4 separate regions of the Mus musculus genome follow, and regions 1, 2 and 3 are each linked to region 4. A link is a contact called in public Hi-C and HiChIP or PLAC-seq data. All regions are on one chromosome and are shown on one strand. Each heading gives the region's core, a stretch centred on a gene start, on an enhancer-like site or on the middle of the called end of the contact. The rest is flanking DNA. Distances are from core to core; before and after follow the strand shown.

Region 1 (3,503 bases), core at 991-3,490, 640 kb after region 4:
GCAAGGTTGCCTTCTGTCTCCTCCCAGGCTCCTCCAGTAGCCAGGAAAAAAATAAACTCAAAAGACAAAGAAAAGACCGTCTCCACCTCTAGGCAGCCATTGTCGCCACAAGCCAGCCTGCTCTTCAGCCCGTTCAACTTCCTGAATCATTTACAAATCATTATTTGTTCTTTAAGTCCATTCAACAATCAACTTGAAAATCATATACTACTCCCCAAATTTAACCCCTGGTTTAGTTTGATTTCTAACGTTGTGATAAACACCGTATCCAAAAGCAACTGGGGGAAAGAACGTTTATTTCATTTTGCCCTTCTACCCCACGGTAGGACAGTGTTGAGAGAAGTACAGGCAGGGACTCAAGGAAGCAACATGAAGGCAGATATGAGGGAGGGTAAAGCTGCTTACTGGCTTGCTTACCCACAGGCTGCTGTTCAACTACCTATTTTATATAGCCTAAGCCCACCTGCCTAAGAATGGAACCACCTACAGTGGGTCTTCTACACCAGTTAACAAACAAGGAAATGCAATCCAATGGAGACCAGTGTTCAGTTGAGATTGCCTCTTTCCAGTGGGTGTCACTAGTTGTGTCAAGCTAAGAGCTGATTAGCATAAATTTCTTTTCCCCTCCCCCTGTCCCTGTGGAAATACATATGGCCAAGTCTCATCCGATTCTTGAGTCCGTATCTCCCCTCTCCTTCACTCAGGCTTCTGTCCGTTTGCTTCAGCGACGCCCCCCCCCCCCCCAACTAGACACCAGAGCAGCCTTTCAACTTTTTTTTTCTTTAAGATTTATTTATTATTATACATAAGTTCACTGTAGCTGACTTCAGACACACCAGAAGAGGGAGTCAGATCTCATTACGGGTAGTTGTGAGCCACCATGTGGTTGCTGGGATTTGAACTCAGGACCTTCAGAAGAGCAGTCAGTGCTCTTAGCCGCTGAGCCATCTCACCAGCCCAGAGCAGCCTTTCAAATTAGGTCAGGCGGCTTCCTAACTTAAACACCTTCCTGTATGCTCCCTGATGCTCCTGCTTCAAGGAGCGAACTCACATTCCTTAGTTCAGCTTATCAGCCTTCCACGGATTGCCCTTTCCTTTCTTGCATCACGTTCCGGCATCACGTTGGCTTCTGGAAAGCTCATCAGACCGCCATGTTGTTTCACATTGCTCTGCACCCCACTCTTCATTTGTTTTTCTTCAAACACCTGCTTTCCTTCTTTGCCTAATGAACAGGGAGGGGCAAGTCTCTCCCTCTACCCTCTGGAGGGTCTCCCAAGCAAATGGACCCCTCTGGAGGAAAGAAAGAAAGAGAGAGAGAGGGGGAGGGAGGGAGGGAGGGAGGGGGAGGGGGAGAGAGGGAGAGGGAGAGGAGAGGGAGAGGGAGAGGGAGAGGGAGAGAGGAAGAAGTAAGCAGCTTTCTATATGAATGAAGCGGGTAATTCGTGAGGCTCTTGGAAATGCAGGTGCGGCTCTACCAGTCATTTCCAGAGCACGAGTGAACACTATCACGATCTCTGGAAGCACGAACCCGTTAGAGAGGGGCGGTGCATCCGCGGTAAGTAACCACTGAGCAGTGTATGCAGCCCCATCACTACAGAAAGAGAACTTGTCTACGGCCTTAGGAAACACCAAGATGCCCTTTGCCCACATTTTCCTGGCCATTTCACTCCTAGGCTCTTCCATTCTTCCCCAGTTGCCTTCAGCACCCACTGGGCACACCGGTCAGGGCCAAAGGAAGGCAGCACACTGTACCTTCCCAGGAACCCAGAGACAGCAGTCCTTTCCAATTTAAATGCTGAATTGGAGTGGTGGGAAGGGCTGTCCCTTGCCGTCCCTCCCTCCCCCAACCTGCTCACTGCTGGAGGACTTCCCACCAAAGAGGAAATCTGCTGCTTTCTGCCAAGAGTCCAAAACCCCAAGGAAGTCTTGTAGATAGCAGACCTTTGACCTGCTAGACTTGGCTCTGCCTTTGGACCGTTTCCAGGGCAAAGGGGAAACGCCTCCTAGGAGAGACTCTTTGTCCTTGAGCAAGACACCTCTTAGGGAAACTCCAAAATGAGTGGTCAGGTTTTTGCGGCCTCATTTTCTATTTTGTTTACTGGGTCAATGGAAAAATACCTCTCCCTCCCCCCCTCCCTCTCCCCCTTCCTTTTTCCCTCCCTCCCTGATTCTTCCCCTTCTCTGGCCTCCCCCCAAACAAAAGAACAGGAAAAGAACAGATGTTCTGTAGGCTTTTCCTTTGTGCTCTCCTCTCCAGTTTTGAATCAGGAAATAGAGCAATGGCCTCCGTCCGCTCTCAGGGATCCTCTCTTCCTTGTCACCGGGAGATTCTCTTTCACAGGTGAAATGTCAGACACTCTAAATTTGCATATGCCCTCTTTAGCTTACGTCAGACCTTTAGGCTAGTATTGTGTAAAAGTGAGACTTCTGCTGCTGAGGCAGAGTTCTCAGGGAAAACGGACAGGTGGGAGGAGCTGGTGGGGCATGAGTTGGCATCCTTGGTCAGCCGACAATAGTGATAAATAAACAAATCAACTGGTTCACCAAAACTCAAGAAGCAGGAAGAGAGAAGTAGCCGAAGAAATGTGTGTAAGAACAGGACCATGAGCCGGGCAGTGTTGGCCCACGCCTTTAATTCCAGCATTTGGGAGGCAGAGGCAGGCAGATTTCTGAGTTCGAGGCCAGCCTAGTCTACAGAGTGAGTTCCAGGGCAGCCAGGGCTATACAGAGAAACCTTGTCTTGAAAAAACAAAAAACAAACAACAACAACAACAAAGAATGGATCTGTGAGAGGTGCGTCACAGCCTCAAAAAAGGAAACGTCAGCTTTTCCTTTGCTGTTATAGCATGGAATTGCTGAAAGGGGACATTCTTGATGGACCACTTCCCTGGTGGAAGCACTAAGGAATCTTTCATCCTTCTTGAATCTTTGGTTTGTTCACTCAGTGAATACCACACCAAGCCGCATGTGCTAAGACACAACAGCATCTTCCAGACCTTCATGGAGAACCCAACCCATGGAGAACCCAGATGCTATGATTACAGAAGCAGAGTTCACAAGGCTATGAGACCCCAGGTCCCTCTCAAGGCCCGCCTGAGTACAGCATTCCAATGGTGTCCATGAGGAGCTGGTTCCAAAAGCTGCAGGTGTTCAGGTCCCTTGTGCAGAGTGGTATAGTCATTGAATATAACCTGTGTATATACATACATACATTGCATATAATCTACTTACATCTGGAGTATTTTCACCTCCAGGTGACTTATAATGCCTGATATAGGTCTAAGTGCAACGTCAATAGTTATTATATTATTCTGTTTGGGGCATAGTGTCAAGAAAAAAAGCTTGTGCACATCAAACCTAGCCTCTCATTTTCTGCTGCTTATTTCAGATCCATGGTTGATTGAATCTGTCAATTAAGAGCCCGAATCGGCAGGGACTGTCAGCACTTCTCTTGGCCACCAGTAATCAGGACCGTGGCTAAATTAACAAAGAAGAAATCTAGA
Region 2 (3,342 bases), core at 154-2,653, 550 kb after region 4:
GAGTCTCCTGCTTCCCCCCACCCCAAGCTCTTGTCTCAGTAGTCAGCATACTGCATAGAAGGTGCACATCACTGTTGAAATGTTGATCTGTGATCTACTGACATTGACCAACAAAGTTGAACATAGAGGGTAAATGTCTAAGAACAATGCCCATGACAATATCAATGGTTGGCTAGGAAGAGCAATCACATGTGGCCTCAAAGTGAGGGGAGGCAGATATTTCCTCAGGTTTACAGGAACACAGTTTCTGCACTTGCATTTATTCCAATTGCTAACTATGTGCATAGTGTGCAAAGAATGAATACTTAACACAGCTCTCCTCTTTTCAAAAAAAATACACACACACACATACACACACACATATATATATATGTATATACATATATATATATATATATATACATATATATATATACCCACAGTGTTCTTTTAATTCTAATGACTACCTCAAAAAGAATACCTCTTTAAAAACAAAACCAGGACATGGAGCTATCTGGGTAGAGAAGATGACCTGGGAGGAAGAGGGTGAACATGATCAATATATTGTACAAGATACTTAAGTGATTAACAAAAAGTGGTTTTTAATTAATGACTAGCTCAGGGCCGTAGAGACGACTCATTAGTAAAGAGCACTGTGCTTTTCCAGAGGCCCGGGTTTGGATTCCCAGCAGCTATGTGGGGTCTCACACCTACTGCAGGTCCAGGTCCAGAGAAAATGCTGTTCCGGCTACTGCAGGCACTAGGCACACACATGGTGCACAGATACAGAAGTAGGCAAAATGCCCATACATATAACATAAAATCATAAAAATTTTTAAAGAACTTGATTTTGAAAATACATAAAGGTAGGAGTGCATATCTGAAAACCTTTTCTTGGTGTCCCAGAAAGGATGGCATATTTCTCAGAGTTAAGATCATCTATGGAAAACATCAAGTATCTAAGTATGTTACAATATTCTAACAATGCCTAAGTGAACACACACACACAGAGAGAGAGAGAGAGAGAGAGAGAGAGAGAGAGAGAGAGAGGTGACTTTCAATTCCAAAGAGACGCCTCCCTCCTCAGTCACATCCCGACAGCTCTCATTGACTAGATCTAGCGTCGAATTCACTTTGCAGTTAAGCCTGTGCAAGCGCTCTGCCCAGGACTATCTCTGGCAGCACAAACTCCTACAGCTGTCACTGAGTCACATGGAACGTCAGGCAGGAGTTTTGTTTTTTAATGATTTTATTTTGGTCTTGGGGGAGGAGGGCAGGCAAGAAAGACAGCACAAGATGAAGAAAAGCTGTCAGGAAAGTAGACACATTCCGAAAGCCAAACAAGCTGCTTCCTGGAACAGTGTCACTTTCTGCGTTGTTTATCACACGCTGAAGTAATCTGCACATTGCTAGGGAAGGTGGAACTTTCCATGCATTCCCGCCATCCTAAAAGCCAATGGCTGTCCCCTCCCACTGCTGCCTTGTTACTATGGAAACGATGATGCACAGCAGGACAAGGAATGACATCATAGGATTTAAATAGAGATAGTAACAAAGGGGCCTTCTGTAATATACACAGAAATTGCTTTCCTTTGGCAAAGTATTCTGAAATATATATATTTGCAATAGGTACAAATATTTACTTAGCTACATTATAATCGATCCTATAAGAATAGCACCTAGCAGTAAAGATGCTTTACCCAACTTTGTTCCAAATTATTTCTTTCTTTTTTTTTTTTTTTTAAAAAAACCCAAACATCTTTTTTTTTTAAAATTTATTTATTTATTTATTATATGTAAGTACACTGTAGCTGTCTTCCGACAGTCCAGAAGAGGAAGCCAGATCTCATTACGGGTGGTTGTGAGCCACCATGTGGTTGCTGGGATTTGAACTCCGGACCTTCGGAAGAGCAGTCGGGTGCTCTTACCCGCTGAGCCATCTCACCAGCCCCCAAATTATTTCTTTTTCTGTTTTCCATCTTGAAATTTATTGAATAAACAAAATGCAGCTGATACACCAGTGTGAAACTAATATAAAGATATCCATTATTCTGCATATTTACTAAAGGTGGATTTTAAAGTTAAGATAATAACTTAGAAAAAGAAATGCATAGACATTTATCGTAGAAGCTGTGGTCTACTTAAGTGAATAATGTAAGTGTCTTTAATATAAATGTTAAGATTATTTTTAAAGGGCATGAAATTGAGAGTCAGGTGCTACAAGGAGAGTTGTAAAAGCATTGTCAGGGTGGCAGGATTCCATGGATGGGAAAAAAAACAAATAAAAATTGTGAATTACATGTTAAACTGAATTAGAATTAGTTCTCTTCCTTTCAAATATTACATGATGGTTAGCTTGTCTAATATGAAAAGAGCCTAGCCTAACACTTGCCAACCTAACCTGGAAAAAAAAATCATTTCAGCTTCATCTCAGCCTAGGAAAGTTTCTAAGACTCAAACTATCAAATGCTATGGTTAGCCTGGATGGCATCTTACTGCAGACTGATGGGTGTGCCCAAGACAACTGTCTTGGCTCCCTAATCTGGAAGATAAGAAGATGCCACTCATAGCATCAGGTTTGTATGAAAACTTGACCTAATAAAAAGTCAGCCGCATGTCAGGCATTCCATAAACGCTGGCTTGCTGGCACTGAAGATTCAGCATTCCCTGGCCGTATGGAGGTGGGCGGCTACAGGGCTGAAGGGAAAGCTCCCAGCTTGGCCTTAAGTTTGCTGTGAATGAGCTGTGAAGTGGGCTATCCACACAGCAGATAAGCAAGCTGTGGCTGCTCTTGGAAAAGGACACCACCCCACCTCAGCAATCCAGGGTAAGGTGCGGGAATTGGGGTGTTCGTGGGAATTCTGGATGGGGACTGACACTGAGCACTGTCCATGTTGGCATTCCCCACAAGCCCAATTACTCTGAGCACAGAAATATCACATTCTAGTATCTGCCCTTTGGCCACGGCAATCTGGGAGCAGTTCAGACACCTTCTGCCGTCTGCCCGGGGCCAGACTGCTAACTATTTGGTGCCAGTGGTTACGCTCGATTCCATTTCTAGAAATGCAAGGCAGCTGGAAAACAATTTTTTTTCTCATAGTGGAAAAAGTCTGCACTGTTACATATCTTTTCAGCAAACTCAGGAAAACATTACGATACATATAGAAATTAACTCTAACGCAAGGTAAAGCATGCAATTTACCAAACCCCAAACGGGAAATCAAGGCCATGTTAGCACTATCATGATTTTGCCCATACTTCATGTTACCGTTTATGACTCCTGGCTTCAGGAAGCCGATCATTTGGTTGGTGCTGTTCTGCAAATTTAGCTGAAAGGAGTTTGAAACGATTTGAAGTGAGGAC
Region 3 (3,065 bases), core at 17-2,516, 580 kb after region 4:
GCCCTTCCCACCCTAACTAGCACACCCCCCACACCACCCCCTCCCCGACCCTCACCCCCATCATGGCCATGTTCCTCCCGGCATGTACATGTACTTTTACTATAAATTCAACCTGAGTGCTTTCTGAGCCTCTTTGGTCACAAAAACCAAGGGTCTTCCTGCTGGACCACAGGCCCACGCCTAGGCCTAGGCTCCTACTTAACCTCTTGACCCCAGGCTGGGGCAATATTCCCCAGACTCTACCATGGAAACTCTGCAGAGGGGAGTTGCCAGGGATTAAAACAGCCCACTGAGCTGCCTCCCACCCTCACACATTCAGCTCTTTCTAACCACCCTCTCTCTATAAACTGTCCTTCTGTCACTGAGCCTTCTTCCCCCAAGAGTACGTTGCCAGCATCCCAGCCAGGGGCAACTGGAACACGGCCCACTCTATTCAAGAGATATCCAGTCTCCCCGCCCCCACGAAGACAAGCACCTGTGTAAATCACACCTACTCTACTGTCCATTTTAGATCCCGAAACATCTACTGATAAATATTTGTGGAAAAGCAAATCCCTGGATTTCCCTCCTGGTCTGACCACATACTAAGACGCATTAGAACTAAGCCCTAACTATGGGCACATCAGTAACTCAAAGAGGCACCTCATAAACACTGCGATCATATTCTCTCATTCCTCTGGTTGCCACAGAGGCCCCTGGCCGCCCATTCTGATTCTTCACTTTTTATGCTTGCCACCGATGTCTCATGGTGGGGATCTTGGGCTGCATACGCCTTTATTCCCTGAAGCACCCACTTCTAGAGACAGCTCCCCCTGGTTAGCCAGATGAGCTTCAGCTCTCAGTGTATAGCAGAAATACCTTCAATGCAGGCTTTGGGATTTTCTATTTGTGGGATCTTGAAAAAAAAAAAAAAAATCTTTGATTACCAACTTGTGATTCTGAGAACTGCTCTTTGAGAAACTGCAAACCTCTGTGTTGAGTACACACTAGGCTTTCAGTGGATTGAGTTATAGATGAAAATACCATCAGAGTGATGTTTAGCACAGACCTATTTTTATACAGCGTGTGCTACGTCGACTCTCAGATGTAGTGACAACCAAGAAAGGCAAGCAATTGTCTAAGAGAGGGGGGAAATCCTGGCATGTGGGGAGGCTCTGATTGTGCACTGATGATAAATTAATTTCTGCCACTCACCACTGACTCTTCTAAGTAGAGCTGTGTGGTGCAGCCCTGTCATTAGCTTCTCTGCTGGAGCTAGTGAAATGTTAACTCGTAGATAGCCTCTCCTTGTGGGGCAGCACATCACTTACCTACTTTCCCACTGTTTAATCTCTGTCCCCAAAGATGAACTTCTCACATTCCTTTAAAATGACCTGGCTCTTTGAAGCACAACCACCCATTGCTAAACGCAGCTGTCCAGCTGAGGGATTTATAAGGACCACCCTAACACTCTCAAAGAGTGAAGGAGCTCGCCTGGGGGTGGAACTCAGTGGCAGAGCCCTTGCCTCATGTGCATGAGGCGCTGTGTTCAATCCCAGCCCTGTAATAATAATAATAATAATAATAATAATGGTGATGATGATGATAATTATCAAAGACTGAAGGAGGCAATATGGAATCACTCCAGAGCTTCCTGGCTACTTCTGATTCCTGACCATAGCATAAACGATAAACACAAGTAGACCTCCCAGGAACACTGCTGTCATTCCAGGTCCCGTAGACAGGCTCTGAGCAGATAAATAACCCTACCCAGAGGCATGACTCACACCTAGAAAAATGTCCGAGTTCGTGAATCTGGTTTTCGTTTAATCCTCCCTACCGCAGATGGACATTGTGAGAGAGACAGTGTCTCTTATTGGCCTGGCTCTCACCCGTTGTGCTTGGCTGGCCCACCAGTGAGGCCCGGGGATCTGTCTTTCTCTGCTTCTCCAGGATTGGGATTACAATAACATGCTACAACACTGGTTCCAAAAATCAAACTTAAGTCCTTGTGCTTGGAAGGTGAGCATTTTCCCAACAGAGCCAGCTCTCCGGGCCCTACTGTAGAACACTCTACAATGGTTCTGATACTTCTAAATATTGCATCACGTTGTAGGTAGAATTAATCTTAATATTGGATTAACTGTGTGAGTCACTGTTGTGAACACTCTACATGCATGAGCTCATTAAAATAGTGCAACGTTCCTGTAAGGTAGCCACCAATTCTTCCCGTTCTGTAAATAAGAACAACGAAGCTAAGAGAAAGGGGCCGCATTGTGCAGGGTACATTTACACAGGGTCAGACTTCCATGTGAGCTTTGCCATCGTGTCTCAGTGTACAGTAATGTAACAGGGCTCTCCATCCCAATGCCCTTCTCAAGAGTCAATGCAGGGTCAAAATTTTTACTATAAACACTGTCAAAGTCTTTGTGAAGGCAGGTTCATTTTACAGGAGTACCATGTTCTACATAGATACTGTGATTAGGTTTTTGAATAGAACCATGATAGTAAGTGATATTCAGCATCCTTAGTCCAGGAACATCAATTACCACACGGGACTATTATACAGCCCCAAACACTGACAACTGTCTCCTGGGGACAGACATGGCATGGAATCCTTTGGAGAGATGAATACTGAGTTTTCACTTTAGTCACATGTAAGCCACATAATTTGGTAAACAACCTTCTAACGATGGGAAAGAGCAGGGTTCAGCTTAGCCATAGCTTGACAGGAACACAGGGAAGGTAAGGACCTGCAGTAGTTACATTCACCAGGCACATGAGTGACGGTAGTACTGGGCATTTTAAGTTCGGAGCAAAGACCACAAGCTCTCGTGGCTTGGAATCTGGTGGCAGCTGCAATTTATCAGCCTCTCCAAGCTTCCATCACACAAAGAGGTGGGGCCAACATTCCTCCCTCACACAAAGATGAAAAGAAATAGCTGAAAAGATTGCTGAACACAGGGAAGGTGGCTGTCGGAGTCCTTCTTGTCCGCAGCATTGAACCAAAAGTCAAAGTGAGTTTCAGTCCTGCCTTGCTATGTGACCTTGATCTCTTCCCATCTCTGGACCTCCAGTTTCTTGCT
Region 4 (3,158 bases), core at 609-3,108:
AGAGGATCCCTCAAAGAAGGACCAGAGTAGCTTTGCAGTGGGCTTCAGGGAGGGCCTTTGTGAAGCGAGCCCCTGTCGGTCTGAGGTTACAAGCTCATGAGTACACTTACCAAAGGAGACTATTATACTCTACTGTCCAGAATGGTCAGTCCAGTGGAGACCCTGTTGCCCACCCTGAAGCTATGCCTGAGGGTGCAGAAACTTCTGGAAACTCCCCTTCTACCTCTGCTCGGCCCCATCTTAGCTTCCTCCAACGTTTAACTGTTAATGTGAGGAAGTGGGCAAGAGGAACAGACTGGCTCCTGGTTTGGAGATGGCTTGACTGTCTCTTTAGGCGTTAGGAAAAGTTGCTATAAATTGTCCCTCCAACATCCTTGCCTAAGAAGTGCTCGCTTGCACCGGGTGACCTTGGCTTTTCACTGGGTTCATTCGAAGTGGTTCCCACTCACAGAAAACTCTGGCTTAGAAGAGGCTTTCTGGAATCCTGGGCAGCTGCTGTTTCCTAATGGTGATACATGTGATTTTTAAAATTTAAACAAAGAGAAAGGGGCAGCCCCTTGTTAGAAATAAAGATGCGTGATGATACCATATTTTTAAAAGAAGTTTATAAACATCACAAAATGAGTATTTTGGTCAGGATCCTGGTCAGATATTGCTCCAATGAAGTTGGGGGTGGGGTGGGGTGGAGCAGCCTTGAGAAGCCTGGTTTAAGTCAGGAAAAGGTGAACATAGCCTAAGTTTTAACTGAAATCCATAAAGCAATGATGAAATCCTGCCGACCGAGGTTTCACCGGTAAAGGTAAATTTGTATTTGGTACTTAACATCTCTGGATGTGTTTTCCTAGGTCAAATGTATTTACAGTGTTAAAGCTTAAGTGGGAAGTGTGAGCAAAGCTGGAAATGAGGAGAAACTGAGGCAGGCTCTCAGTTTTTATGACTCTGAGACCATAAAGTGTTAGCTGCCTCCAGCCTTCTTAGATCAGTGCCCTCTGGACCTGCGTTCTAAACCTTGTCCATCAGCTGCTGCTCTTGTACTGGCCTCGAGGGAGCCTTTTATGGACCTGGGTCTGCCAAGAGACCTTGCTGTAATTCCACTGGGCACCTGTTTTAAATTACTTCTTTCCCAGGCAGCTTTGTCCTATTAAATGAAAGCGAGATGTAGACTCGGTACCACAAACAGCCCATGGACACATGAGCCCAAGAAAGAAGCGCAGTTAAAATGGCAGGTGGCAAAGGATGCTGCTTGGTGTCTCTTAGCCTGTAAGCTCCGGGAGAGCAGGGACTGCGGGCTTCCTTGCGATCTCTAGCGCCCCCTGTAGGTTCATTCAGTATGTATTATCTCGTGATGACTCCTTTTTTTGAAGTGTGCTTCAGTTGTGGGCAGAAGAATGTAATTGGCCGGCTGACGTTTGATGTTGTCCTTTTTGTTTCTGTCTCAATGGCGTGCTTCCAGCATTAGTCACAGAAGGGACAGAAGGAAGAGGCTGTTGGGATGTGGATCCCGGGCTCCAGGGTGTGGTAACCGACTTGGCAGTCTCTGATGCAGGGGAGAAGGTATTGTTAATTGTTAACCAACTTGCTAGTAACCAGAACCTATTGCTTTTGTATACAAAGTAGATTCAGCTCTCTGGCAATGAGTGGATTGAAAATACCTTTTTCTGAATTGTTTCTGATTTATTTAAATATCTATATTGAAACTTTCTAAACTATTTCTTCTTTAAATGTTCGTGGTTTTTATATATCATGTTAAAAAGAAAATCAACTGAGACGTTATTAAAAACCAAAACGAAAAGCTTGACAACCCTCCTGTGTATATGTGTGTCTGCACTCTCTGACTTCCGGCCTACTCTCTGCATTGCAAACCTTTGCTTTTCTCACTGCTTCTGGCAACTCCCTGTTTGAGAGGTGACCCGACACTGGGACGCTTCACCACCAGATGGCGCCCGTGAGCTGAACTGATTTCCACTTTGGGACGTCTTGCTTCTGTTCTCTACTGTGATCCTCTGCTCTTCACCTGTATCCCACCTTCCTCTCGCAGACTTGGAATCCACGTAACCACCCTTTGCCCGTGCTACGATGTTCTCTGATTCCTAATATATGTAGGCTGGACCTCTCTGTGTAGAAATTATATGCATACAGCTTCCTATTAGCTTGACGTGTGTGATTTCATAAGAGGGGAGGAAGAGCTCGGTGCTCCTGGGAGGTGGGGAGTCAGGTCAAGGGTTTTTACTTTGTCTAGCATTGATTTAGCTCCATTACCAAGTATTAATGCGCACCAGTGTGGGACTACGACATGTTACAGATGCAACATCTTACTGTTACATGTTTTCCAGATACGTGGCATAGGACAGAACCAGTCTGGCTCTCAGAACTTCACAGAAAAGTCAGCTCTGACTTAGTATTCATTTGCAAAGCTCAGAGGCCCAAGTTAATTTATGAATACAGAATTTTACTCTACTTACTCTGATTGTAAGCTTTGAGCTAGTTTGCCTTAGCTTGTCTGCGCTTCTCCGTGTGATCTTCACTTTGAAGCGTGAAGCCAGTAGCTTACAATCGCTCCTAGGTTGTTTGGGAAGAAAGATAATTGGTCGATGCAGCCTAGTTCTGCACAGAAAATGGCTTGACTCTGACTCCTGACTCAGTTACAGGTGGAGAAGTGAGTTCAGGTTTTAACCTCTGGAAACTCTGACACTTGATGGGGCCTTTTGAGAATGGAAATAAACAGATAAAGCAAGTATATAGTGATGTCTTGGCGTCAGCGTCCTTTAAAAGATTAGATTAAAACAAAATTCTGAAAGAATTAAAAACAATACCCAAGGGTAGAAATTCTCCTCGCATGGATCAACTGTAGTTATACAGTACCACCACCAGGTGGCGCATGAAGTCCATTAAAAAGACAATGTACACTTTCTTCTGTCTTCCCAAACCCAGAGGTTCGAGCAGTAACCAAATGTCGCACAATCCAACCCATTTCTACATGTTTGCTTCTTGGTAGAATATAAAATTTGGAAATATCATGGTTTTTTGTTTTTGTTTTTTGTTTTTCCACTAAAGCAGTGGATGGGCCAAGAAGGGCTCATAGGAAACGCAAGAACTTAACCACCAAACCAGAGTATATTCCGTACATTTGGGCAGAGTTCTAAAGTACCGACATGCTT

What was found. Hi-C and Micro-C count contacts between places; a contact is called where the count stands out from the background. HiChIP or PLAC-seq counts read pairs in DNA pulled down with a chosen protein or histone mark.
Region 1: a FOXA1 HiChIP or PLAC-seq map of pancreatic cancer cells shows a contact between it and region 4. The contact joins two enhancer-like sites. A contact is called at or near these places in 6 of 39 promoter capture datasets (cranial neural crest, frontonasal cranial neural crest, liver and 3 more), 8 of 484 Hi-C or Micro-C datasets (the AtT-20 cell line, the N1E-115 cell line, Sertoli cells and 5 more), 15 of 115 datasets of contacts at active chromatin or transcription factors (cardiomyocytes, craniofacial prominence, differentiating embryonic stem cells and 9 more) and 1 of 9 other capture datasets (embryonic stem cells).
Region 2: a contact with region 4 is called in a Hi-C map of the C2C12 cell line, with 4 times the contacts expected there. The contact joins two enhancer-like sites. A contact is called at or near these places in 1 of 15 datasets of contacts at CTCF or cohesin (stem cell-derived epiblast-like cells), 18 of 484 Hi-C or Micro-C datasets (the C2C12 cell line, the N1E-115 cell line, Sertoli cells and 12 more), 6 of 115 datasets of contacts at active chromatin or transcription factors (the NIH/3T3 cell line, SST interneurons, embryonic basal ganglia and 3 more) and 1 of 9 other capture datasets (embryonic stem cells).
Region 3: a contact with region 4 is called in an HNF4G HiChIP or PLAC-seq map of pancreatic cancer cells. The contact joins two enhancer-like sites. A contact is called at or near these places in 1 of 15 datasets of contacts at CTCF or cohesin (embryonic stem cells), 5 of 484 Hi-C or Micro-C datasets (the AML12 cell line, nephron progenitors, peritoneal macrophages and 1 more), 5 of 115 datasets of contacts at active chromatin or transcription factors (the NIH/3T3 cell line, a beta-TC-6 cell line, large pre-B cells and 2 more) and 1 of 9 other capture datasets (embryonic stem cells).

What each region holds. Positions count from the first base shown.
Region 1 is chr13:97,294,043-97,297,545 of GRCm38.p6, reverse strand. Gm33390 (a long non-coding RNA gene) reads left to right here. Exons shown (of 3, transcript XR_382781.1): 2 at 3,389-3,503. Among named protein-coding and RNA genes, the nearest start is that of Gm33390, 3.3 kb to the left of the region's middle. Within about 2 kb of position 2,240, at least 46 of the 459 cell types and tissues checked have an H3K27ac peak or open chromatin away from gene starts, as enhancers often do. A contact at or near this core is called in pancreatic cancer cells, where this site is marked.
Region 2 is chr13:97,388,637-97,391,978 of GRCm38.p6, reverse strand. No RefSeq gene overlaps it. Among named protein-coding and RNA genes, the nearest start is that of Gm33447, 14 kb to the right of the region's middle. Within about 2 kb of position 1,403, at least 96 of the 459 cell types and tissues checked have an H3K27ac peak or open chromatin away from gene starts, as enhancers often do. A contact at or near this core is called in the C2C12 cell line and pancreatic cancer cells, where this site is marked.
Region 3 is chr13:97,355,817-97,358,881 of GRCm38.p6, reverse strand. No RefSeq gene overlaps it. Among named protein-coding and RNA genes, the nearest start is that of Gm33447, 19 kb to the left of the region's middle. Within about 2 kb of position 1,266, at least 15 of the 459 cell types and tissues checked have an H3K27ac peak or open chromatin away from gene starts, as enhancers often do. A contact at or near this core is called in pancreatic cancer cells, where this site is marked.
Region 4 is chr13:97,937,856-97,941,013 of GRCm38.p6, reverse strand. Arhgef28 (Rho guanine nucleotide exchange factor (GEF) 28) reads left to right here. Exons shown (of 36, transcript NM_012026.2): 31 at 1,454-1,554. Among named protein-coding and RNA genes, the nearest start is that of Gm34388, 45 kb to the right of the region's middle. Within about 2 kb of position 1,858, at least 61 of the 459 cell types and tissues checked have an H3K27ac peak or open chromatin away from gene starts, as enhancers often do. A contact at or near this core is called in the C2C12 cell line and pancreatic cancer cells, where this site is marked.